Regions from separate parts of the Mus musculus genome. Here region 2 is linked to region 1. A link is a contact called in public promoter capture Hi-C data. All regions are on one chromosome and are shown on one strand. The core of a region is the stretch at or near the end of the contact, and the rest is flanking DNA. Distances in the headings are between cores, read along the strand shown.

What was found. Capture Hi-C pulls out chosen DNA fragments and counts their contacts.
Region 2: a contact with region 1 is called in a promoter capture Hi-C map of adipose tissue, with 5 times the contacts expected there. The contact joins the promoter of Cfap97d2 here to the promoter of Gas6 in region 1. A contact is called at or near these places in 1 of 39 promoter capture datasets (3T3-L1-derived adipocytes), 1 of 484 Hi-C or Micro-C datasets (nephron progenitors), 6 of 115 datasets of contacts at active chromatin or transcription factors (bone marrow-derived macrophages, double positive thymocytes, embryonic midbrain and 2 more) and 4 of 9 other capture datasets (adipose tissue, liver, macrophages and 1 more).

Annotation. Positions count from the first base shown.
Region 1 is chr8:13,489,994-13,497,232 of GRCm38.p6, reverse strand. Gas6 (growth arrest specific 6) reads left to right here and starts at 2,698. Exons shown (of 15, transcript NM_019521.2): 1 at 2,698-2,972; 2 at 3,221-3,387. The coding sequence starts at 2,894. It also overlaps a transcript of Tmem255b not described here.
Region 2 is chr8:13,702,245-13,709,483 of GRCm38.p6, reverse strand. Cfap97d2 (CFAP97 domain containing 2) reads right to left here and starts at 3,595. Exons shown (of 4, transcript NM_001101519.1): 1 at 3,428-3,595. The coding sequence starts at 3,517. The region is part of intron 1 of Gm46032 (a long non-coding RNA gene); the gene reads left to right.

The sequences.
Region 1 (7,239 bases), core at 1,449-3,948:
AAAGAACCCAACAACATAAAATCCATTCATACCTTGTTTGATGGGAGAATTTTAATGTTTTTACATCTACCATTGTAAAGCCAAGTACACTTTTATAACTTTTTTGTACATTATTGTTACAAGCAGGGCAATTTGTCTTTAAGTAGGGGTAAATTACTCTTGGACAAAATCATCCCTTCAAGTCAATCCTCTTGTTTAAATAAAGTTTTTATTAAAGTAAAAAGAAAGTTCAAGAGAAATGAAACCATATTGGCACGTGATAATTTATGCATAAATGGCCCATAAGTGTTCACAGTCTATTGTCTGATTTAAGAAAATAAGACAACTTGGGCTAGAGAGATGGTTTAGTGGTTAAGAGCACCAACTGATCTTCCAGATCACAACCATCTGTAATGGGATCCGATGCCCTCTTCTGGTGTGTCTGAATACAGCTATAGTGTACTCATACACATAAAATAAAGAAATAAATCTTTTTTTAAAAAACCTCTAATGTTCATCAATAAGTATATCCATAAAACTGAATATAGTGAGCAAAAATGAAAATATGCTGGTTGAAAAGGCCAAGCAAAAAATGTGGTTAATATAGATTTATGTAATGCTAGAAATTATGAGTTAATCTGTAGTAGCAGAAGCTGTTTTCTAGACTATGGGAACACAGGGGATGGGAGGGACATTGGGAAGGAAGAATTAGCAAAGGGGACAGGCACTCTTTGGATCCTGCTGTGTCATCTTGCTACACAGGTAAACACCTGGGCCTCAGGTACATCAAAAGCTATCTTATAGACACAACTTAAAGGCATTTCCATATATCGATAAGGCTATCGAACCCCAAACAGAAACCAAACTGAATGTTGGTTTGTTTCCAGGACAACTCATTTTAAAGAAGAACAAGAGCAATCTCAGTTCAAGTGTATTGCACAGAGAAGTGGCCTTGGGGACTGTGCAGAACTGGTTCCATCCAGACACAATGCTTCCACCCAATCTCCACAGCCCACCTGAGCTTATTCCTGACAAGAGAAGCAACCAGCTTTCCTTTCTGTAGCCAGATCATTCGCAACACCCCAGATGGCTCCAACCTCCTGCCCTGTGGGGCTGAGCCTCACCATTTCCATTGCAGGGCACTTCAAATGTGAAATATTTACCCGGGTCGTTTCTTACAGGTTTCCCATGGCTGCCTTGGAAAGGGAATTGTTTGTTTGTTTGTTTGTTTGTTTCATTTGTTTTGTTTGTTGTTTGTTTGTGTTGATGACTCGGTTGAGTGCCCTCCATCCAGCCTTCCACTTCCCTCCACATTTGCTTCCTCTTTGCTCTGTTTTCTAAGCCAAATCCAGGAGGATGCTCTCTCTTCATTAAACCAACGGTCTGTATAATGTGAGGCATCTTTACTGGGATGCCCAGCAGAAAGAATGCACTGGGAATGTAGGGGAGACTGAGGTCAAGGCTAAAGGAAGCCAAAAGATCTGGATAACTCCATCGAGCTGAGGTGGTGCTGGGTCCTGGTTGTCTGAGTCACGACCACACCATAGAAGCCAGAGAAGCTGTCTCTCATGGGGGGAGGGGGGAGGAAGGGATTCAAGTAACTAGAAAAATCAAATCATCTTTCCTCCAACCTTCCACAGGTGTACAGGCAGCAGCAACTGCAGACATGCAAACCACCTGACCTCCACCCATGCCCGTTCCTCAGAACCTTCAGAAATGGCGGACCTCTACTTGGCTTGGAATGAGTGTTCGTGAATAACCAACACCACTTTTGAAAACAGTGTTCCTTCTTAAGAAAGAGCAGAAAATTAATACGGCAAATATTCATTCCAAGCACATGGTGTCTGTAGGCCTGGGGCAGCCTTAGGAAATTCGGGGTGCTCTCTGGCTTCTGAAGTTCTTGGCTTGGTTTCCTGGGAGTGCCGTGATTCTGGTCTGGAAGCAGGCACAGCTTATCCAATTTTTAATTCCCTTTCAAGATGATTCCCATGGCAGTCATTTCTCTGAAATTAAGATATTTGTTAGCCCCACCTTCAAACGGATGACCTTAAAGAAGAATTCCACCAGTATTGACCTTGTGTGCTCCCAAGAATCTGGGTTGCATTCACCCAGAAAAGAGGGGGAGGGTGACTCCTTATCCTTTTCTATCAAAATGCTGAGGTAAGGATGTCTCAGGAACATCTACCCTATTGGGTTTTGGCAGGCTGCTGCATATCTGCATTCTGTGATTGGTCTGCAAGGTGTGTGTGTGTGTGTGTGTGTGTGTGTGTGTGTGTGCATCTATGACCTTGCAAAGTGCCCTGAGACAAGAGCCAGAAAGCTTTGGTACTGGAAAATACACAATGCTGCTTTCAGCCTGTGGTGTGGAAATCAGATTTCAGAGGGAATAACATCTTGCACCGTGGACCTCCACGCCACTGGGTGTGGCCACAGTTATTGTTTCCTTAGTGGATGTTGCATCTCTTTAGAAAATGTGCCCAAGAATGAAGATTCCGAAAACGATGTCTGCAGAGGAGGATAGAAAACGGTCAAATTGTACCTGGGCAGATGCCCAGATACAATTCTCCTTTCATTTTACCGCATTCTAGCAGTGAAATTTTGAGGATACTGGAGTCGAACCAGTCAGCCTGCCTTGCCTCACCCAGCTCGGCCCCGCCCCCAAAGGCCCCGCCCTACTCACACTAGGCCCCACCCCCACCCGCCCTAAGCCCCGCCCTCACCCGCTGCCTCCTTCACGGCCCAGAACCGCAGCGAGCGCCGGGTGCGGCGCTGCCGCCGCAGGGATGTGACCTTCACCGTCGCTTAGCCAGGATGACCGGAGCCCGTGTCTCGCGGCGTCCGCGCCTCGCTTCAGCCTCCCGGGTGCTCTGACCGCACGCTCCCGGCTGCTAGGCTCCCCGGCACCGGCCTCGCCATGCCGCCACCGCCCGGGCCCGCCGCCGCCCTGGGCACTGCGCTTCTGCTGCTCCTGCTGGCTTCCGAGTCTTCTCACAGTGAGTACCGCAGGGGTCCCCCAAACCCACTACCCCGTGGTGTGGGGCTCCAGGCCTGTACCCCGGCGCAGCATCCTGGTGCCGGGTACCCCAGACACCCTGGCATCCTGTCCCCGGACCTCTGAGCTCTAGGCATCACGGACCCGGAGCATCCCAGACACACAGGCATTACGATCCCCAGCATCCCAGACCCCCTACATTCCAGCCCCGAGTGGGTGTAGGTTGACCGTACACCCTTCTTTCTGCAGCTGTGCTGTTGCGGGCGCGTGAGGCGGCGCAGTTTCTGCGGCCCAGGCAGCGCCGCGCCTACCAAGTCTTCGAGGAGGCCAAGCAGGGCCACCTGGAACGGGAGTGCGTGGAGGAGGTGTGCAGCAAAGAGGAGGCCAGAGAGGTGTTCGAGAACGACCCCGAGACGGTGAGCGTGCGCCAGGGGTCGCGGGGTGGGTCCTGGGCGTCCCAGAACCCATACTTTTGGGGGCCGCAAGTTCCGACTCCCACCCTGTGAGGGTCCAGGAGACCCGGGGACTGTCGAATCCCAAACATCCTTTCTGGAGATGTAAGGATCCTTGTGTGGACCGCACCACCACGTGCACCCCAGAACTCTTAGACACTGAGCCTTCTTCGCACCCCCTTGCACTTCTCCATTCTTGAGCCCAAGTTTCTCAGTTGACCCACAAGTCCTCTCCTCTTCAGGAGTAGAAAGCGTATCCTTGAGTGGGCTCCACTGAGATCCCTTCAGTAGACTCTGAAACTAAATCTTCCCCTACCCTCGAAAAGAAAGTACCCGTGGGAAAAATCCGCAGTGATTTGAAACTCAAAGGCTTCCTAAGACTGCCAGTCCCTTTATTGGATTGGAGGTGAGGGGTGGGGCTCCTCTTTGGTCTTCCTCCGGAGGGACCCAGGGTTTTCCTGAAAGAGGAATTGAAAGATCTCAAAGCTGGAATTGCTTGCTGCAGCAGGTCCAAAAATACGATGGCTGGAATTGTGCTAAGAACATGCATACGGGCGGGTGGGGAGCAACGTGAGGAAGAGGGCCGGCACCTGCCTCTGCAAGGGCTGTGCTGGCCCAGGACAAACTTCTATTAATAATGTCCTTGGGGAATGGAGCAGGCGTACAGCCAACTGCAGCCAGCAGCCTATGTATGCACAGGACTCTCCCCAGAAGGTGCGCGTGGGGGCTGAGTGGATTCATGAGGGGAACACACCCCAGCGTAGGGCATGCGTGAGGTTGATTGAGATCTGGACTGGCCCACGGGTCTCCGTAGTGATGCAGAGCCCCCCCCCCACTCCCCCCCCCAACACCTGCCAAATCGGTATGGTTTCACAATGTTGGGTTCCGCTGGCATTTTCCCTTCAAAGAATTCTTCTGGGGTGAAGTAAGGATCACATGATGTTAGGATGGCGCTGTGTGAGCCATTGGGGCCTTTGCTTTGACTTGTGTCTAATCGGCTGACTGGACAATCCCTGTCAAAGCTGCTTTCCTGATAGCGGTGCTACAGCTGTTGAGTGTCACCATAGCTGCTTTGGCACTGTTACCCAGTGTGGAAGCCAAGATCAGGTGACAAGCTGTGCCCCACCCCTGCTCCCCCCTCCCCCACCCCACCTCCCACCCTCCCCTCACCATGGTGCTGCCCCAGGCATCTACAGCAGGATGGGGCAGATGGCTGATCTTTTTCTACCCTTGCTGCTGCTTCTCTGTTTTGATGATTGCTCTCGACCCAATGAGTTCTGCCATCGGCATTCTAGGGTAAGTCCCAGTCCTTGGTCACCTGGGCTGTGGGCTTAGGTGACTGGTTCTGTGTGTTACAACTCCACCCTCCCATGAAGCTTCCTGCCATTCAGTGTGGACAGGGCTTGTGGTGACAAGAGTTGAGAGAGAGCAGCAAGGCCACCACCCAGCGGTGGAGTCCCGCCCCTCTGCAGCCTGCCTGCCAGGGCAGACAGGCCCAAGCTGGCCCTCCTGACTGCCTGGACAGGGAACTGCTTTTCTTAGTTAGAGTCAAGTCCCTCTGGTTTTAATTGCTTGTATGTTTTAATTATGATCTTATTTGCAAAGGTCTGAAATGAAGACATGAAAGAGAGTAATGTCCTCAGGACCCCCACCTCCTCCAAATAACTTCTCTTCGGCCATGGGAGGGTTTCCCTTTTCTGTCAGCTTTTGGGTGAAACTCCTGACTATAATGCTCCAAAGGACAGACCCCTCTGGTCCTGTCAGAGCCTGTCTCCTTCAGGGCTTGGCGTACACCTCTTCCCATCAGCGCTATCTAAAACTGTCCCTCTGTAACCCCTACACCCTAACACGTGGACTTTCCTCTCATGAGCCAGCTTGGATACCTGACCTGTGCCTCTTGCCTGCAGTATGGAAACTGTTAACCCCGGCATCCAGTCCGCACGCACCTCACGTCACCTTGCAGAGTTCCAAATCAAAGCTCTTTCCTAGCTGCTAGCACCTTGATCTGGCTGCTAGTCGCTTTTCTCCTGGCGCCACAGATACCGGGCAAGCCTCAGGAAGAGGTAGTACCAAGCTGTGCTCTGGAGTCCCCGTGATCCTCTGCAGGGACCCATGGCTGGAGCCTCCCCTACTCCATACCCCTGGGGAGACCTAAGACCCGCGCCAGTGGATATACAAGCGCCAGTCACCTTCATAGCCTCAGAAGGAAGAGTGGGAAGAGATGTAACCTTCCTGTGAAAATGCTAGGTCAGCTTTCCTGGCCTTGAAATGTAGCTCATTGTAAGATGAGGCCCATGAGATGGTCTTGACAAGAGGCGTGGCTTCGGTTTACCTGCCCCACTCTTTGTGACAATGAGAAGCTGAGGTCTGCAGATCACCTACCAGAGCAGATTCTCACAATGGTCCTCGGGAATCCTTACTGGGCTGATCTGTGAGTGAAATTTTAGGGTAAAAGGACCACGTCTGGGAATGCCAAAGATCCAGGCTGTGCTGCCTGGGTAACTCTATCCATAGAGACTAGAAGTAGTGAGAAGCAGAAGGCAGAGATATAATGAGTCAGTGCACACCGAGGAAAGGAACAAGAGGCCCAGTGGCCTCACCTCAGGGCTGCCTTTGGGACGTGGATGTGAGCTTTAAATTTAAATAGACGGATTGGGCACAGTGTCTGAGATATGCTGAGCTGAGCAGGGCGTGTCAAGTGTGGTCCGGCTAATGCTGCCTCAGTACTGGTACTACAAAGTGATTAGAAGGAGTCCTTATTCCTCGAGGGGACAAGGGCGTCCTCAGGAGTGCAGGTTCCTTCATAATAACAGTTCTCAGTGATCTCTAAGACTCTGTTGTCCCTCGAGACCCTTAACTTCCCTTGGGGATCTGGGACAAGACAGAATGTTAACACATCCTTCCTATCTGCTTATCTGTGTGGTCAACCCTGCAGGGGGACGAGATGGGTATGCGGCTCCAGGCTTATGTAGCCGGTGCCCGAGGGATTAGCATGCCTCCATTGCAAAAAAAAAAAAAAAAAAAAAGCAAGTGACAGACTCATAATGCAAATAGAGGTGCCAGGCTTCCATCCAAGTCCTCTTGTCTCCTGTGGGTCTGAATGAGGAGTCAGTGTGGTTTTAGTGAAAGCTCTCAGTACTTGTTAAAACCCTGTTGTGTGTTCCCTGATGTTGTGGACATACCGTGCTGGAGTAGACCAGCCAGCCTCCTGTGGCTCCGAGTGGTATCCTGGCCAACTGTAGCTGATGCACACCTGCTCCTTATATCTGCTATTTCCAGGGCCCCCAGGGAGGGGATGACAGTGTGGTCCTGCCCTCCATACTGGGTGGGCCTAGATCGCTGGAAACAGGCCGACTCCCACATGATGAACCACATGGTTGTTTTGTTTTGTTTTGTTTTGTTTTCTCACTTTGTCTGGGAAGAGTCTGGCTCTGTTTAGTTAGCATTTCTTCTGACATTAGGAAAAAAGGGGCCAGATCTGAGCCCTCCAGTGGGCGGATACTGGTAGCTTCTTCCTGACTTTCTCTGGGGAGGAAATGCAGGATCCAGACAGCTACTGTGTGCCTCCACCCGCATTCCTCAGTGGCGGTGGCAGCTCCCCTGTGGTGGCAGCCCTGGCCACGTCTAATCTCTCTGTCCCTTCTCTCCACCACAGCCTCTCTGTTATCTGGTTTCCCTTTTTATTGTTACTGTCCCTTCCGGGCACTTCCTTCTCACTGGCTGGGTTCCCTGTCCCAGTTGCTAATTCCAGAGAGGCCCTGAGGTTGTAACTCTGCCCCAAGTGATCCTTTCTGCAGACTCTTCAGTAATATACCT
Region 2 (7,239 bases), core at 2,346-4,845, 210 kb before region 1:
ACGGTGGCATTAAGAAGTGGAGCCTTTGGTGAAGTGATTAAATCATGACAGCTCTTTCCTCATGAATGAAATTAAAGCCCTTCTAGAATAATCACCAGAGATCTGTCTGCCCTTCTTTCTCTTGTCCCACTGAGGCTGCCATGGTGGAAGCCACTCTTGCCAAACACTCAGGTGTCCAGAGACTTGATCTTCGATGTGTAGCCTCTTGGACAGAAAGAAACAGAAGTCTGCTGTTATAAGTTGTCTAGTCTGGGGTGTCTTGTTAGAGCATAAGGAACAGATAAATACAGGCTCTAGCAATGCAGCCTTGGGTTTGCAGCTCCTCCAGCAGCAGGGTAAGCCCATCAGAGGAAGGGTGCCAGGCAGACCAGGAGGGAGAAGGAAACCTTTCCAAAGAAGCAGTGGACGGAAGGATGGCTGAGCCATGGGGCTGCTGGCTGAGGAGGGGCTCTACGGTGCTGCTGGTGGCCTGGTGGCTGGTGGCCGGAGGGTGGAGACTGGGGGTACAGCATTCTCTTTTCTCTATTTCATCAAACTGTGTTCTCAGAGATTCTCAGTCTAGCACTGACTACTTGAACAGCCAAAATCTCTCTTCTTCACATGAAACGGGTTGATTCTGTCCAGACTGGTTGTGCCTGGGATGGAAGAGATGGCTCTCCATCCTCTGCCGCTCCTCATCCTCCATCTCCCACCTGCTCATGCCTGTCTTCACCCACCAGGGCCCTTGGTATCCAGACCACTGTCTCACCTTGTCCCTGAGCTGCTTGGCTCTTTGTCAGCGTGGCACAAACCTAGACACATCTAGGAAGAGGAATCTCAGCTGAGAAATTGCCTCCTTCTGATTGCCTGTAGGCAGCTCTGTAGACCGTTTTTTATTAACGATTGATGTGGGAAGGCCCAGTCTACTGTGGGTGGTTCCACCCTTGGGCAGTGGTCTTGAGTTGTATAAGAAAGCAGCCTGAGCAAGCCATGAAGAGCAAGCCATGGAGAACAAGCTATGGAGAGCAAGCCAGTCAGCAGTGCTCCTCCATGGTCTCTTCTTGCGCGCGCTCGACTGGCCAGGAAGAACGACGCTGCAACAGGATCCTTCTGCACATGTTTATTGGGAGAGCTTGATTGTAGAGGCGAAAAGACCCTGAGCCCAGAACTGGTGCTGCTTACATAGGCCTAGGAGAGGCGTGTCTCACATCTGATTGGTTAACTTGTCTTGGCAAAAGAACCTTCACTGCCTATGTATGTGTGGTGGCCAGCAGTAGCCAACTGCCACTCTGCAACTGCCACTCTGCAACGGCTTCCCACAGTCTCTGCTTAAGTTCCTGCCCTGACTTCCTTTGATGATGGACTGTGATGTGGAAGTGTAAGCCAAATAAACCCTTTCTTGCCCCAGTTGCTTTGGCCATAATGTTTTATCACATCAATAGAAACCTTAGCTATAACAGTCCCCTTCCCTTGTCTTGTGCCTATGTGTACTTCACACTAGCCCCTAGCCTCCACTGTCTGACATTCAGACCTCTCCACACTCTCAGCTGGCATGGCTTCTATGCTATGCCCTCAGTCACTGTGAGCTTCCTCCCGACACCCCGTTTTAGCTGTTTGATCAGTTGTGTCCAAGACGGGCTCCTTGACCTTGTGTGATTTCCCTTCCCACCTTTGTGTGACTCTTGTCTTTCCTTCTCAGATAGACTGTCACCTTTGTGACAGGCTGTGGATCCCCAGTGTTCTTGCTCTGTTGCTGGTCACAGCCATATCAGGTTCTCTAAAAAACCCCCAAACAGGCTGGAGAGATGGCTCAGTGGTTAAGAGCACTGGCTACACTTCCAGAGGCCCTGAGTTCAATTCCCAGGAACCACATGGTGGCTCACAACCATCTGTAATGGAATCTGATGCCCTCTTCTTGCGAGCATGAAGACAGGGCACTCATATACATTAAATAAATAAATAAATAAATAAATACATAAATAAATCTTTTAAAAAATGAATCATAAGCTTCTGGGACATTTCAAAGACTTATGTATTTGTGCCATAAACCAATACTTGTAGACATCTCAGGGTTCCAGCCTACTGTTCACCTCCATGAGTCTCATTTGCCCAATCAGTTTTCTTCTTCCACAGTGACCATTTAAACCATCTTTGTGTTGCAGTGTCTTAGGGGCAGAGTCTGGACACTCACATAAGCACAGGGTGACTGCTTATCTCATGGGGTTTGGGCCAGTCCCTGGGATAAACAAGAGCAAGGTTCCTACAGGACTAGGCTGGAAGATCACTGGGAGAGACAATGGTTTGCTTCCTCTGGCCTCCTAACGAGTAGTAAGAGCTTAAATAGTTACTCAGGTCCCTAATACCACAGCAACTAGCATGGCCAGAGCAGGTGAAACAGGTGCCCCGTGATGAACCTGGGCAACCACCACGGTGGTAAGGCCAAGAGAGCAGAAGGCCTTGGTGTGCTTCTTACAGTGGGATCAGAGGAAGTTCTCTCCAGAGGTGGCCTTGGAACGAGACATAAGGAAGTAAGCTGAGGACCTCTACAGAGCTGTGGAGGAGTGCTACGTGGGGGCTTCAAGGGGCCGGTGAGGTGGGGAGAGGCAAGCAAGGGAGGGGTGAGGCTGGAGCATCAAGTGAGCCCAGAAAGAGCTGACTTCTTAGGGTGTCACCTGAGACTTCAGAAGGAAACAGGGTTGATTATCGATTTGGTACCTGGGGGTAATCGTTGAAAATTAGTGGAGGGGATCAACCTAGTGCTGAAGTTTCCAGATCTAAGAACGTCCTCCTGCCAGTGTTCCCAGCACAGCTAAGGAAATGTGGTTAGCCTAGTGAGAACGCTGGGCAGCTGGGCTGAACTCCATCGTGACATTCTTTATCCAGGGAGACGAAGTGGGCACTTGCCTCTCCCCTCTCCAGGTGCAGGCAGGTTTTGGTTCCTTCTGGTGCGTGTAATGTGGACCAGGAGTGGACATCAGGTCCTTTTATCATAGGATGGCTTCAAGTAACTTGGGGGAAGTTGAGTACCTTAGGAATGCACCCTGTGTTTGTGAATGGGATGGTCTTGACTCTAAGTTGGTGGGAATCTTGTTCACTGGTGATGTAATGATAAGTCCTCTTAAGAACCGTCCTCCCGGGGCTGGAGAGACCCTTAGCAACGTCACGAGCACCGACTGTTCTTCCAGAGAATCTGGGTTTGATTCCCAGCACGCACAACTGTCTTCGACTTCAATTCCAAGGGATATACTGCCTTCTGGCCTTCACGGGCACTAGGTATGCATGCGGTACACAGACATACGTGAAAGCAAAACATTCGTACACGTGAAATAAACTATTTCTTTAGTTAAAAAGACACTCTGCCATTCTGACCTTTTGAATCCACGCCGGACTTCCCTGGGCTTTGCCTGGCACCCCAAACCCCAGCATGAGGCTCCAGGAGTCTTCCTACCTTTTTCCTGTGGTCCTGGTAGGTTTTCTCCCAGGCTCTCTGCAGGTCCCTATTAGCCCACGGGGTGGTCAGCCGGGGGACTCTATGCATCTCAGATCACAAACTCCAGCGTCCCTTCAGAGAGGAGCAGGCAGCAGCAGTACAGCCCCAGCAGCAGAGCTGTTTGTGGGGTCATGTGACGGTTGCCATGGCACCCAGGCCTTGGGGAGAGCCCAGTTCAGTCTGGAGGCTTTTGAACAAAAGATGAGAGAGCACTAAGAGACAGCTAGACTCTCCTTCCACCCCAGTGGTTGTCTTGAGTCTTGATTAGCTCACTGCTGCTGTCGGGAGAAGAGCAACTCAGCTCCCAGCTCCAGAAGAAAACAAGAAAAAAGGAGGCCAAAGACCATCTCCTTTGCCAGAACAGACTAGAATGAACCAGCATCTCTTTCACAGTCATCTGCCACCTGCCACTCTCTTCCTTTCTTTACTTTCTTAATCTTTGTATTTCTTCAGGAAGAGAAACACTTTTGGTCCCGTCTTTCTTTCCGAATCATTTATAACAATGTTACAAATGTAATAAAAATCTTATAACAAAATAACAATAACTCCAGTTCAGGTGGAAGATTTTCTTTTCTTTTTCTTCTTCTTCGGTTGACTTGAGGCTCAGTTATACAAAGTCTTGGTCATTTTTTTTTATTACGTATTTTCCTCAATTACATTTCCAATGCTATCCCAAAAGTCCCCCCCTTTCCCCCCCCCAACTCCCCTACCCACCCATTCCCATTTTTTTGGCCCTGGCATTCCCCTGTACTGGGGCGTATAAAGTTTGCCTGTCCAATGGGCTTCTCTTTCCAGTGATGGCCGACTAGGCCATCTTTTGATACATATGCAGCTAGAGTCAAGAGCTCCGGGGTACTGGTTCATATTGTTGCACCTACAGGGTTGCAGATCTCTTTAGCTCCTTGGATACTTTCTCTAGCTCCTCCATTGGGGGCCCTGTGATCCATCCAATAGTTGACTGTGAGCATCCACTTCTGTGTTTGCTAGGCCCCGACCTAGTCTCACAAGAGACAGCTATATCACAGTCCTTGCAACAAACGCTTGCTAGTGTATGCAATGGTGTCATCGTTTGGAGGCTAATTATGGGATGGATCCCTGGATATGGCAGTCTCTAGATGGTCCATCCTTTTGTCTCAGCTCCAAACTTTGTCTCTGTAACTCCTTCCATGGGTGATTGTTTCCAATTCTAAGAAGAGGCGAAGTATCCACACTTTGGTCTTTGTGTCTTGGTCATTTTTAAGCTATTCATTTTTAAGGTTCGTTTTCATGATACAAGTTATTATTTTTTTTAAATCTGTCTTGGATAAACTTTCTCTAGCAACCCAAAAGACTGTCAAAAAGAATAACAATATTGTTTTTATTTCAGAATTCCGGCCTTTGTAACGTTTGGTATTCAGAACTTGGAGTACAGAATTGGTAGCTACCACTCCCTGCTCAACTGTGGTTAAATGAAGGCTAGGACGGGCACAGAGCACATGATTTAGGGGCTGTCAACACATCAGCTGTGCTTGAGTCAGACTCAGGATAAGATGTGAATGAAGCCAAGGCATGCCAGCCTCCTGAGATGCTGTGGACAGCTAGCCACACACCCACAGGTCCTTGTTGTGAAAAGTTCAGGCTAGGAAAAGACAGGGAAACTTCTGCGGCCTTCTTTGGCAGGAGGATCTCTTAGAATCTGTGATCTCCTACCACCATGGTCCCTGGCTGCTATTTAAATGTGCATGTAATTGTAAAATAAATATTTGCTGGGTCTCTGGAAAGCCTGGGCCCCTTGAACACGAGGGTCCTGCTCCCCGAAGCTCTTGGACCTTAACACACAATCCCTCAAAAAAAAAAAGTGCTGGACATGCTCTAGCCACCTCGGAGCTCATTCTTAAGGTATCTGACCTACAGGAGCGGCAGATGGCACACACATGAGATTTGGATGATTTTTTTGCTGCCAGGGGAACCTAGAGTGCAATGTGACAGGAAACCCACACCGGGCCTTCTGGGAAGGGCGGACATATACAGAGCAGGCATAAAACCACCCAGCCTCAGCTACACCCCAAACCAGCCTAGAGGTCATCGTGGAAGCCTTCACTTGCTACAGGTGGGAAGGAAGTGGTTGTGGTCCTTGTTGTTTGAGATCTAGTCTCACTGGGCATGGCTGGCCTGGACCTCGTAAGAGTTCCACCTGCCTCTGCCTTCCAAGTGCTGGGATTAAAGATGTGCATCACTATGCCTGGCAGTTGTCTTAAGGTCTGTTTTACTGCATTTGTATGACTAATTTTTAAGAATGACTTGGACATACAAGTGTCGTTATACCCTTCCACAGGACACGTTCTCCCAGAGCAGACTTCCTTCAACATCTGGTCTGCCATCCTGGTTCCCAGTTTCTGGTCATGGCCAGAGATGCCTCTGTGTGTCACGTCAGCTCTCCTGGCACTGGCAATCCCAGAACCAGAACAGCAACAGAGAAGAGCACAGGCAGAGAAGGCACTGGACTGTGTCTAGAACACTAAAGGTCGAGGAAGGTGTCTGAGAGGGACATCCTGCATCATCCAGACCAAGCCACATGGATCTGAACCACATTTATTTGCTTTAGCTGAAAAGCAGTGCATGCCTCACTACTGGGGATCTTTTGCCAAGGGCTCACAGGTCATGGTTTGGGGAGGCCATGGCTCCATGCTGCACTCTGCATCCATGCTGCTTGCAAAGTCTCCTTGGCCACAATTTCTTTTATTATCTGGCTATAGAATATGGAAATCTTTTCAGAACTGAACAACAACAGCATTTCTGGTATTTTAAAACCCCCGCCCTCCCCTCATTTGCAGGGGAGAGTGTCTCCTGGATGGACATGGTATCTTAGCAGAGCACCCAGTTTCTGGAGAAGCAAGGATACAGCTACAGCCTTTACTCTGAAAGCCCAAGGCAGGAAGGTGCTGGGTAGAGAGTCCATATTGACACCCAGGCGGGCTTGATTCTGTCTCAATGGCCTGGCCTGGCAGGGGAGGCTCCGCAGGGGGCCGCAGGCTAAACAGGATGTGTGTGTTTCTGAGACAAGGGTTAAGTCACAGAATCCTTTTAGAAAGCTCTTCAGCAGCCCAGGGAGGACGCAAGGCCCCAGCCTCCTAACACCATGGTCCCTGGCTGCCATTTGAGTGTGGATGTAATTGTAAAATAAATAAACCTTTTTTCCACTGTAAACACAAGGAAGTAGTTCCTAAGTATTTCTGGCATTGTATCCTTCCCTTCCAGAGTAAGGGGAAAACACAGCCAAAGATGGAATAAACCTTCTGTTCCAACAGAGAAGGAAATTGAAACTCAGGAAAACTGAGTATTTCTGATGAACCAGAGGGTCATTCAGCCTCTAGGAGGGTGGTATCCAAGATGGGAAGTTTCTGCTGTGGTTCTGGGTCAGAGACATCCCAGTGACGGGAGGATTTCCACAGGGACCCAGGGGCAGTGTTCTCTCATGTGGCAGTAGTCACGGGATGGCTTTGTGTCTCAGGAGGGCATTGTCACTAGATGGCTCTGTCTCTGATGGGAGCTGTCACTGTAATCTCTCTATGTCCTAGAGGGAACAGTCACTACACAGTGACTCTGTCACACCTTTCCCAGAAGCCAGGAGGAAGCCGTGTCTCTGAGGCTCATGAGAACTCTTCTGATGTAGTCCAGCATCTGGTTTCTCAGAGAGCCTCGTCTTAAAATGCCCAGGGCTGCGCCAAGCCAAGCCTTACTCCATGTCTCTCCTCTTCCTTCTCCTGGAGCTGCCCCCTTTGAGTCCCTTT